3 separate regions of the Ovis aries genome follow, and regions 2 and 3 are each linked to region 1. The links are chromatin contacts, called in public Hi-C maps. All regions are on one chromosome and are shown on one strand. The core of a region is the stretch at or near the end of the contact, and the rest is flanking DNA. Distances in the headings are between cores, read along the strand shown. Region 1 has its middle 29 kb from the start of ACTG1. Region 2 holds the start of BAHCC1 (BAH domain and coiled-coil containing 1). Region 3 overlaps LOC132657355 (a long non-coding RNA gene).

Region 1 (3,566 bases), core at 1,065-3,564:
GTGGCAGCTGGGGGCGGGGGAGGGGAATCTTGGCCCAACTCACAGAAACCCTGTCACTACGCTGCAGCTGCAGCCTCAGGAGACACCACTGCCCCAGGACTCAGGACTTGGGGGAAGGGCATTTGAGAAGGTGGCCCTGCTGCCCTCGCTAGAGTCGGGGAACTGGATGCAGGGCTGGTAGTGGGACCCTCCGGCAGCTGCTCGGCCTCCCAAGCAGTGGCTAGCCCTGGGTCAGTTGGGTCACAGAGCAGCCGGCCCCTAAATCATTCTGGGCCTGCCCAAGTGGAGGCTTCCGCTCCAGGTGGATGCCTGGTCCTCGCTATCACCTCCAAAGTCTGTTTCCTTTTCCCTCTGCTGGCTCCTCCAACCTCCCTAGGCATCCTCCTCTTTCTTGGGTGGAGCCTCCAGCTTCCGAAGGCCTCCATGTAAGTGTAACAAAATGCCATTGAAAGGAGCCTGCAGTGTTGAGGAGGTGCCCCCAAGGATCTGTAGGGCAGATGGCTGAGAAGCCCAGAAGGTCTGCATTCTGGGTAGAGAAATGGGTCACCTCTTGTAACTTGCCCCAGCACCCCTGGCTGGCTTTTTCTCCAAGACCTTCCTTCTCTGTGGTTAGCATAGAGGGTCCCTGCCCCAAACAGCCAGGAAGGGGGTATGTTCCACCTGCCTCTTCACCCTGAACCCTTGCTGGTGAGATGCTCCCACAGACAGGCTGTGTTGCCCCCTTGGCTCTGCTCCCCTCCTCCTTCCCATTCACTGGGCTCCCGGCCACCCTGATGGGGCCTGTTTAATTGATTCAATTTGTCCAACAGTAAAAACACTCCACAGATGTCAGGCTCCCAGCACCCCACCCCCAGGGAACCAGCAGACACCTGCCAAGGCCCTGAGACTGGAAGTCCTTCCAGGGCCACTACAGCCAGGGTGCAGGGGAGGCCTCTGAACCCCATGATGCTTGCTGGGAGCTGTAGTGGTTGGCCCAACACACCAGAACCAAGGAGTCACACACGATGGCTGAGGGACTCCTCCACTGATGGCATGTGGAGGCATTCTGAACACGGATCAGATTCCAGTCTATCTCAGGGAATTACATTACTCCTAGGTCTTGGACAGGTGATTTCGGAGGTGACTCCTGTGTTTGTCAAGCTGCTGTCCCTAAGCCACCATTAGGACTCCATCAGCAGTGGTTTGGGGGCTTTTCCAGGTCAATGGGGGTTGGAGTGGGTGCTGAGGAGTGCCTGGGGCTTGACTTCCTCCCTTGCAGGGGCCCTGTACCTCCTGTTGTCCTGGTGGTCCTCTTGGTTGACACCTCATGGAAGAAAAGATGCTGAGACTCTTGGTTCTCAGTGGGTTGGGGAGAAGGGGCACAGGGGAACTCTGAGTGGGAGGGGAGTCTAGAGATTGGGAGCCCTGTGTCCATAGCCGGGCCAGTACTGCAGGCTGACTGCCTCCTGAGATTTGTATGTAGCCACCATCGCACTGGGAAATGTCTCCAGGCAGTTTCTGGGGGAAGGTGGTGGGCTGGGAGGGAAAGGGACTAGACCTGGACCCCTGACCCCCTAACCCAGCCCAGAGCCCTCTCCCTGCAAGGGCCTCTGGCTCCTGGGGCCACCACTTTCCACCCCAGAGGGAGGCCACTGTGAAGTGATGGAAGAGGGAGATGATTTAGGGAGAGTTTGCACAGCTGGCCAGGCTGAGGCAGGGGCTTTTGCCCCATCCCCCAACCATCCCCTCTGATTAGAAGAAGACTGTCACTCTGAAAACGGTCTCAGGTTAGCAACATCCGGACACTTGGTCTCCGACAAACTTTCCCTCTGGAAAAATCAAGAGACTTTCTATCACTCACTGGGTACATTTTAGAAAGAGCCTGAGCTCATTTTTTATGGGTTCTTCTTCTCCACAAGTCCTAGGAAACAGGGAGAAAGCAAGGGTAAGTGTACTGAGGGACCGAACTGAAAGCGCTTGCCCAAGGTCAGTCCCAGCACAGGCCGTGTTTCAGGCTGCGGGTTCTTTCTCCTGTGTGTGAGCATGTTGGGGGGAGGGTGGTTGGAAACGGGACTGAAGGGGAGGCCGGCCCTGGAGCGGCCACTTAGTAGGGTCCGCGGCCGCAGCCTGCAGCTCCCCAGTGGCCCCAACCTGAGCTCTGGGATGGGGGTACGCGCAACGGTGGAACGCTGGCGGTACCGGACCCCCGAGGCGGGGCCCAGGAGGCGGGCTCGCGGTGCCGCGGAGGAAAGAACAAAAGGAGGCCCCGCCCCTCCCTGGCAGGCTCCCCGCAGCCAATTGGCGAGGCCACTGTCAACGACGCCCTCTGATTGGCTGCACGGAGACCAATCGGGCGCCGGGGCCGCGAGCCCGTGCGGCCCCACGTGGGGCGGCGTGCGCCGCTGTACTCTGGCCGCAGCGGGCTGAGTACTTATAGTTGGGTGTGCTGGGGGTAACCGTGCAGCGACTTGCGCCGACTGAAGGACCCCCAACCCTGAGGACCCCCCACCGTCCCGAGGGTCCCCGAGTGCCCTTTGCACGCAAAGCACTGTACCATCTTCTGGGTCATCTGCTGTGCAGGGTTAGGGTCGTGGTTGCTCCCGTTGCACACGTGGAGTGAAGTGACAGCTTCAAATCCACCTAGCCTGTTAGGGCGGAAGCCCCTGGAGACCTGGTTTTCTGACTCTGCTGCTCGGCTGCGGGTCCTCACCTTCCCTGGGGGCTTGAGCCACTCACCGCTGTACTCTCCTGACCTCAGGGGACGAGGAAGGAAGGAGCGTGCCATCTGGGCTTGGCCATGAAGGCTGAAGCGGATCGGGTGGAAGGAAGGAAGAGGCAGTCTGCTGTTGGGTGGTAAAGGGGCTAGGCGGGATCAATTCATATATCGATTGAGTCAGTTATTGACACCTTCTACTATTATCCTGGGGACACAAACAGTGGTGGCCCCAGGGGAGGCTTGGAGGCTAGCCTCCCCCTAGTTTCCATTAGTCTCCCCTCCAAGCTACTCCAAGTGGAACATACAAGAATGTTCTTTATGGCCAATTGATGTGGTCTTACATTTTTATGGCACCCTCAGACAGAGTATTTGAGGAGAGTTGAATAAATGGAAAATGAATGAATTAAAGGAGAGATGGTGCTGCCCAGGGCCAGCAACAAAGGGGAGCTGTTACCACTTTGACCTGAAGGGTAGCTGTAGCCACAGGAGAGGCCCATCCTGTAGGAGCTCCGACCTTGGAGGGAGGGATACAGCGACTGGCCGGGAGGAGCCAGGTGATATATATACTGACCTCACTTTACTCCTGCCTGCGCCTCTCATCTGCCAGCTCCTTTTTGGCTGAATTCCAATTAACACGGCGCCCACAGGTCAGCCTTGGGCCACAAGGCAGGGCAGCTGGGGTAGGGAAATGGGGAGGTGTCCAGCACCTGTTGGGAAGTGTGAATAAAAGCATCTCAGAAACATTGCTGTTTTGTTTTGTAGGCAGTGACACAGGATGTAAGTGCACGCCTATGCTGAGGTTGTTGAGAAATGAGTGGGGCGGGGTTCGGCCTCCTCTCTGGTGCAGAACCAGTCCAAGCCCTAGGAGTGG
Region 2 (4,011 bases), core at 1,310-3,809, 73 kb after region 1:
ACAGTGACAACAAAGCGATTAAGATGTTTTCCATTTTGTGAATACCATTTTAAATTACTATATTTAATGCTACAGGTTCTACACGTCTTATTTGCAGACTGTTTTGTGTTTGATTTAATCTATAACCAAAAACATAGTGTATTAAGCGAATACATATTTGCTCAGCTGATAAGCTTTTTAATATTTATTCGGAGAGCTTTTGCATTGTAAATAAACGGGACCTACACAAAGAGTTCTCTTTGTCTCTCAACTTCCTACAAAGGGGTTTTGGGCTTCCTCTCCTCTAGGGATCCTCAGCTCTCTACCCCGGTCTAACAAATCACTCGGCTCGCCGCCGCTCGGGCCTACTGAGCGAACGCCTGGCCTCAGAACCCGGAGAGCGCCGGGCGAGGGGGCTGCCCGGGCTGGGGTCAGGGGAGGGAGGGGCTGCCCGCGCGGGGCTTAGGGCCTCCGGGCAGCAGCGAGCTGCGAGCCGGGGGGCACGGGGCGGGACAAAGGGAAAGACGGAGGGGAGGGAGGTCGAGAACCTGCGGCTTCAAAGGCGCCGAAAGCCCGCGGCTGCGCGCACGGGGGGTGGGGGGCTTCCCAGCGGCCTCCGGGGAACCGCGTATACTATGCTTTTGTTTTGTGGGGTTTCTTTTTTCCAATAAGAAATTCCAGAATTGTCGAGAAAGGGAGTTGCTCTCGATTCTCGGGACGCGGGCTTGGCTACCAGCAACAGCTTTAATCTTCACCTTCTGTGGGCTGGATCGATCCTTCCCCACCAGCCCGCCAGACTTTTTACTCGGAAGGCGATGGGTTGTTGTCGCCCCTCCGTGCCGCGGAGATTCTCACCAGGTCAGAGGGGCTTTCTTTTGTGTTCTTTGCTCCGGGGAAGAGGCCGCGCCGCGCCTCCCAGTCCGCCAGAGAGCGGCTCCCGGGGGCCTGCGGAGCACGAGCCCGGCAGGGAGAGGGGCGGCGACGCGCGGCCTCCGCCGCCTGGGCCCGGAGTCTCGGATCCCAGGCGCCGCCAGCTGCGAATCCCAGGGCTCCTAGCCTCCTCCCCCCAGCGCCAAGAGAGACCGCAGCTCGCGTCAGGCCGGACTCAGAAAGGATACGGAGCGAAAGCGGTGGCGTGCCGGGAGCCCCCGCGCCGGCTGGAAAATCGCTGACAAGGGTATTTTGGAAACAGTCGAACTTCGAAACGCCGGGTCCTCCCTAGGACTCCGCGGCGCGATCCCAGGAGTCGCCAGTCTCTCTGCGCGTGGCTCGAGCGCTCCAGGATTGTGGGAGCGGCTCCTTCGGTTTTGCTTCGGTTTTAATTTAAACACCGAAAACCCTCCCTTTGCTTCGGCCGCCCGCATCCTCCAGCGCCGTCTCCCGGTGCGCTGGCGCTGTGGGGCCTGCAGGCTGGGCTGGGGCCCGCGCACACCCGGCGCGTGCTGCTTGGGCGCCGCCGTAGAACCCGCTCCCTGCGAAACGGTCGCGCCCGACACCCACCCTACCTCCGCCAGGAGAGGACCGAGGTCCGTGGCCGCTCCTGGCCCCCGCAACCCAAGGCGCACCCGTCCGCAGATGCCGTCTCAGGGGTGGTGGTCTGAGCCCTGCATGCCGCCCGGAATGCGCTCGGTGAGAAAGCCACTCTGCGCTGACCTCGCTTGGCCCCCTCCGCCACCCTCAGCCGCCCAGGAAAATTTTTTCTGAAATGTCCTGAAATGAATTAGGTTCTGGAAAGCGAACCCCCACGAACCTCGCCGTTACCCCTCTCCGCCCGGTCCCTCGCCCCGCACGCGGCTGACGGCCGGCAAGACCCTCTAGTAGGCGGCTCAGCCGCCTCGGCCAGCGCGAGCCAGCCGGTTCCCGGCGCCGTGGAGCGACCGGGCGGGGCTGACCCAAGGCTGCTCGGGGGAGGGGAGCAACGTGGTGGGGGGGTGCAAACAATTGGGGTTCGTTCGTGGTGCCTCCAGAGCCGGAGCGCGTTGGCTGCGTCCGGGACCTCGCCGGCTGTCTAGCCGGAGCGGCCCGCGCGGCTTTCGCCGGACGCAGCCTGGCGGTCCCTGTCCTGTCGCGATTATTTATTTTTAATGCTGGGTGTCGATCGACACAACAAGCGCTCAGAGCAAAGCAAGGACGCATTACAGGGGGAATTTTAAACCGATCGATAAGATTTTTCAGAGGGGGAAAAAAAATCTCTCTTACATATAGTCCATTAAAAAAAAAAAAAGCCTGTTCGACATTATAACGGATTTTTAAAAAGGGAAGATATATACTTCTTAACATCGCAACCCTGAATTTCTCTTACTAAAAAAAAAAAAAATGTAAATCCCCAAAGCCAAAATAAAAATAAAATAATAATAAAAATACAAAAACAAAAAAAAATGAAAGCAATTTCAGTTACTTACTGGAGGTTGTTTCCTGGATACAATTGAATGCAATACAATTAAACCAGTAAATGTGACTTTGTTTTGTATTCCTATTGGTATTTTCAATGTGCTGACTGTTGCACTGTAAATGCACCGCTTCCACAACAACGACTCTAGCGAGCCCATCCAGAGCGGCTCTCAAACCTGCAGCCCGGCGCGGCGAGCCACGGGCCCTGCATACTAATAAGCTCGTGCCACTCAGCCCGGAGCAGCCGGTGCGCTGATTGGCCGCGCGGCCCTCCGCGGCCGGGAGCTCGTGCCACTCATTCGGCGTAAACAGGCCTCCCAATAGGCTGGCGCCGGGCCAGGGAGCTGCCAATCAGGGAGCAGCAGGGCTACTACCGAGCCCGATGGCGCCTAATTCAAGCCCGGCGACTGCGCAGCTCCTTTGCGCAGATCGTTGCTGCTGAATGGGAATGTGTTGGCGCAGGGCGGGAGAGGGAGCAGGGCCGAGTGGGAGCGCTTATCCACGCCGAGGAGAAGGCTTTTGCTTTTTTTTTTTTTTTTTAAATTTAACCCAGCAGGTCTAACGTTTGGCGTCCAGTGCACAGAGGCCAGATGATACAGCAACACGCGTTGAAGCAGATGCTTTTTAAAATACTTGGGATGTCTGGCAGGTGGCTGAACCCGGCACAGGTAGGCCCGAGATCCAAGCATAGAGGCTTCCTCGGGTTGCCTGGCCCTACTACCACTTCGAGGCTCCACCTGCTCTGACCAAGCTCAGGAATGCCTACACTCTCGAAGTCTGGGTACCACGGACTCTTGAGTCGCCAGCCTTGTCCTCTCCTCCTCTTGCCCCAGGGATCAGAATCTGGGGAGAAGGTTTTGTGTCTCTGGCCACGTATCTGCGGACCCTGTTTTTATTCCCCATGGCTATATTTTTGCAACCCAGCACTGATGAAAATGAAAACCGGGGATTTATGGCCATGACAAAGATTGCCCTTTCTTCATCTGCAACTAGATTTTAAAAATATGTTCACCTTGATATGTACAGTATTTTTTCAATATCGCTCTCCTGCATATGATAAATTCTTGCCCTAAATAGAAAAGCCCCTAAACAAATATCTTCATCGTAATCAGATGCAAACTATTTTTTAGGTTATTCTCCAAATATTTCTGTTAGAGTTTGGTTTCCCAACGATGCTATTTATGCTCGGGAGTCAAGTCTATATCTTAGTGGCGATGGATACATTATTTTCACTCCTCCAGGTGCAGCTCTGCTTCCCCCTCAGGGGGAAAAAAATGGTATTTAACTAGATGCCAACCAACTCGGGCCCGCGCGGTATCCACCGGCTCATTCCGGTAGGGACAGCCGCTGCCACCGCCGTTGCTAAGTCGCTTCAGTCTTGTGCGACCCCATAGACGGCAGCCCACCAGGCTCCTCTGTTCCTGGGATTCTCCAGGCCATAATACTGGAGTGGGTTGCCATTTCCTTCTCCAATGCATGCATGCATACTAAGTCGCTTCAGCCGTGTCCGACTCTGTGCGACCCTATGGACACAGCCCACCAGGCTCCTCCGTCCACAGGATTCTCTAGGCAAGAATACTGGAGTGGGTTGCCATTTCCTTCTCCACCGGTAGGGACAGGAACGGGTTAAGCCAGAGGCCT
Region 3 (4,075 bases), core at 1,120-3,619, 130 kb after region 1:
AACATCCACATCCCAGAAATGTTGTGAAAATGAATGTGGGCAAATGCTTATTTACATGGTAACTAATACAGACTGTGCTCTCAAGGGTAGATGGGGTGAGGCTGCCACCGTGTCAGGGGTCAAATGGTAACAACCTCCGCCTCTGAGAAACAAAGATACGCCTACCTGAAACCCATGACTGTGACCTTATTTGGAAAGAAAGTCTTTGCCAACCTCCCCCGCAATACCCCACTGAGGGTGGGTTCCTGGAGCTCACTCTTGCGCCATCTTTCCTGCCCTTGGACACACTGTTTGCCCTCAAGGCTGGGCTCAAGGGCTGCCCTGGGGGCCTTCCAGGCTCTGGGAAGGGGTCAGAGCCGCCAGCTACTCCAGCACTCAGACTGCTTTGTCCTGTCCCATGGTATTCAGGGTCCAGGCCCGTCCCAGAGGGCTGGCGTCCAGTCCAACTGGCTGGCAGTGTGCAAAGTGTCAGCTGGGAACAGGGATCTCAGGAAGAACAAAGTGAGGGTCCTGGTGCCCCAGCCCACCAGCAATGGGCCCTGGCACATCAGGGGTCCTCTGTGAGCTTGGGTTTCCTGGCCAGCTAAATGGAGAATGTCCTTAGCTCCCATGGGTGCTGCAGAAATCTCTCAATCATATTTACCAAAAGGCCTCAGTGCCTTAGAAGGCAGTTGCGTCATTATTGCAATGGGCCTGCCAGTATTTCCCAGAGGAGTGAAGTCCCCAAGGCCCCGGTCTTGAGATGGGATGGTCAGGGTGGAGAGAGGAAGCTGCGGACTTGCTGGGCCCTCTGACCCTGGTAAGATCTTGACTGACCTGGCTTTTTAGCTCCAGGTCCTTGTCGACATTCTGAGACCTGAACGGGTGTGATGGGAGGGCCTGGGCCTTCCAGCTTCGCCCTTCAGAGTGTGGTGGGGGTCACAGAGACAGGAGGAGCCCCTTGACGGTTCTCACCCGCCACAGGAAGCAGCGGTGGCCTTGGCCTGGGTGCCTGGGTTCGCGCGCTGGGCTGCCTGGCCCCACGGGTGTGGAACCGATTTATTCGGTAGCTTTGCCGCTGATTAGTTGCAGGTGAGTGGATGGCACGTGGTTTGTGTTGTAACAATATTTTGGGACAATTAGATTGAAACCACATTGTCTTGGCCCTGCTGGCAGCTCGCCCCAGTGCTGCACTCTTCATGCCCTTTGCGGCTCCCGGGCTGGCCGGGCCACCCCAGCCTTCCTGGGGCCCTGGGGCGCAAGGCAAGGGGAAGGGGGCCCTCGTGCTGGGGGCAGGGCCTCCCATTCTCAGCCCTACCAGGGCTCTCCCCACTGGCCTCCCGCTGACCGCAGCCTCTAGTTGTTCCAGAAAACAGTTGCCAGGAGATTCCCCAGGTCTGGTGGGGGTGGTGGGGGTGGGATGGGGGCCTGGGGGACCCAGAGTGGGACTTCTAGGCAGCAAGGCCACCCCCTTCCCCTCAACATCTCAGTGCATCCCTTTCCTACCCCGCAAAGAAGTGCTCTGAGCACCCCCACGCCCCCCACAAACAGCACCCCCCAGACTGCATGATCCAGGAGCAGAACCCAGGGCCAGGTCTGTCCAGCTGCTGGGTGGGGGAATCTCTTGTCCTGACCACCCCTCTCACCCCACACAATAGGCAGAGAGGGCTGGATGCCAGGTTATATCACTCATATTGAGGGGGGCCATACTGCTTACCCACCCTCCTGGGAAGTGCTGAGGGCTCAGGGCCCATCATTTGAGGGGTGAGGGACTTCAAGGAGGCCCCTGGGGCCAGGCTCAGGCTCAGGAAGGAGGTGGTTGACAAGGCCCAAGCACATGGGAGCAGAGTGGGACCCAAGAACCTGCCCACCTCCCAAAGAGCCAGCAGCACCCCTGGGCAGGGGGCTTCCCTAGTGGCTCAGCATTAAAGAATCTGCCCGCAAGGCAGGAGACACAGGTTTGATCCCTGGGTTGGGAGGATCCCCTGGAGGAGGGCAGGGCAACCCACTCCAGTATTCTTGCCTGGAGAATCCCATGGACAGAAGAGCCTGGAGGGCTATACAGTCCCTGGGGTCGCAAAGAGTTGGGCACGACTGGAGTGACTTAGCAAGCACGCATGCACCCCTGGGCAGAGCCACGTTGCAGGGCTGGGGTCTGCAGATGCTTCAACTCAGATGTTACCCCCAAACTCGTGTGAGTCTGGGGACTTGTGCAGAGTGGGGGTGAGGCGTGGAGTGGAGGTGTGGTGTGGTGTCTCCCGCTCTTCTGGGGAAGCTCAGGCCACACTTCAGGCAATAGCCCTGGCCCAAAGCATTCTGGGACAGCCTCTGGGGTGGGGGTGGAGCCAGGCTGGTGGCAGGGCCGCCCCAGGTGGGTGGGGAAATGTCTCTGGGGCTCCACTTCTCAGTCTCCCCAGCCCTCAGACAGCCTGCTGGAGGTCCGACCACTTCCCCTTCCTGCCTGCATCATTGTCCGGGACCTGTGTTGAGATGGGGGTGCGGGTGAGTTCAGAGAACTGAATTAAGGGGAGGACTTGCTTTCTGCAACAGGATCACAGAGTCTGTGGAGTTTCCAGTTTAATTCGAATAAAGATCGTTAGCAGTTGCTATGAATCTAATGCTTTCTGAATACTTGAGAGAAATGTTTCCGAATGGGATTTTCCTGGAGTTCGGCTCACTTTCCCACTTCAGCCCGTGCTGTTCCTTCCCCGGACCTGAGACTGTCTGCACGGCCTCTGCTCCAGCCTGGGGTGGCTTCACGCTTCCCAGTGACTCTTAACTTATGACACAAAACAGATGGGAATACAGGTCCAGGGGCTGAAACGTCAGGTGTGTCTGGTGTCTGTGAGGTGGCCTGGCAAGCCCAGGAGCTGGTGAGTGGGCCCCAACTAGGGCACAGGGCGTGGAAAGTTCACACACACACACGCACACACACACACCCCACTGCAGCCTCCTCCATCCATCCTGGGAGGCCTGGCAGAGGGACACTGGCCCTCTGCTCTCCCAGCCTCTGGTCCCATGTGGACCAGAGCCCTCCCTGGGACAGGATTGCAGAGGGGTCATGAGGGCCAGGGAGTGGCCTCTGACCCTGTCCTGCTCAGCCCTTGTTCGCGTCAGGCAGGGGTTTCTCAGAGTCTTCCTGCCTGAGGGTCTCTGCTCAGTACAGTAAGGACGACGGCTGGTGGTCATGTGCCTGTGTCCCGCGACCCTGGTCAAACCCTATCGTTCTAGATGAGGACACAAGGCAGGCTTGGGGAGATGGGGAGTTTGTGAACCTGGGTATAGGTTCCATTGCTTTGGAAACCCCTAAAAAGAAGGAGGGTCACCCTGAGGGAACCATTTCTGGGGGCTGAAGCCATCACACTTGGGGTATAAAAGGAAATTGTGACAAAACCCCAAAACCACAAACAGAAAGAGAAATGTATTACACAAAATGTTTGAAATTTCTCCACAATAAAAACATCGTTATTAACAAATGCCAAACACAGCAGAACTGACCTGGGAAATAACAAGTTACAGCCACAAAGAGATGCCACTGCACACCTCCCCGTGGGACTAAACGCAACAAGCAGTTGGCATCGGATGCTGGAGAGGATGCGGGAGGCCTCTTGCTCTACCTGGGGAATGGAAAGCAGGGCAGCCTGGGGATGGTGGTTGGGAAATAGGAGACAGCTCAGGAAAGGTCTTGTCCACTTGCCCTGTGACCTAGTTGTTCTGCACTCAGGTGTTTGTCCAGGAGTTGAAACACATTCACATACTTATACTTGAGTGTTCACAGCAGCCTGGCTCATCAACACGCTAAACTGGGCCGGCCCGAGTGTCTAAGCAACAGGTGAATGGTGCAGACACAGCCCCCAGGCAGTGGACCCTACCTGGCAGTGAACAGGACACACGTGACAACGTCTGGATGAATCTCAAAGTGGTTTGCTGAGCATTTCACATGGTTCCATTTACGTGAAATCCTAGAAAAGGCAAAACTATTCTACAGGGACGGAAAGGGCGGGTCATGGTGGCCCAAGGCTGAGACTGGGCGGGAGATGGGGATTGATCAGGGGCCTGAAGGAACTTTCCCGGGGCTGCTAGGGATGTTCTGCAT

The links. Hi-C and Micro-C count contacts between places; a contact is called where the count stands out from the background.
Region 2: a Hi-C map of liver shows a contact between it and region 1, with 2.3 times the contacts expected there. The contact joins the promoter of BAHCC1 here to the enhancer-like site in region 1. A contact is called at or near these places in 6 of 16 Hi-C or Micro-C datasets (hypothalamus, liver, mesenteric adipose tissue and 3 more).
Region 3: a Hi-C map of liver shows a contact between it and region 1, with 2.4 times the contacts expected there. The contact joins two enhancer-like sites. A contact is called at or near these places in 4 of 16 Hi-C or Micro-C datasets (hypothalamus, liver, omental adipose tissue and 1 more).

What each region holds. Positions count from the first base shown.
Region 1 is chr11:50,783,222-50,786,787 of ARS-UI_Ramb_v3.0, forward strand. No RefSeq gene overlaps it. Among named protein-coding and RNA genes, the nearest start is that of ACTG1, 29 kb to the left of the region's middle. Within about 2 kb of position 2,315, at least 19 of the 54 cell types and tissues checked have an H3K27ac peak or open chromatin away from gene starts, as enhancers often do. A contact at or near this core is called in liver and tail adipose tissue, where this site is marked.
Region 2 is chr11:50,855,990-50,860,000 of ARS-UI_Ramb_v3.0, forward strand. It overlaps BAHCC1 (BAH domain and coiled-coil containing 1), which reads right to left and starts at 2,560. Exons shown (of 28, transcript XM_042256754.1): 1 at 2,382-2,560.
Region 3 is chr11:50,910,957-50,915,031 of ARS-UI_Ramb_v3.0, forward strand. LOC132657355 (a long non-coding RNA gene) reads right to left here. Exons shown (of 2, transcript XR_009595374.1): 2 at 1-4,075. Among named protein-coding and RNA genes, the nearest start is that of SLC38A10, 20 kb to the right of the region's middle. Within about 2 kb of position 2,370, at least 10 of the 54 cell types and tissues checked have an H3K27ac peak or open chromatin away from gene starts, as enhancers often do. A contact at or near this core is called in liver, where this site is marked.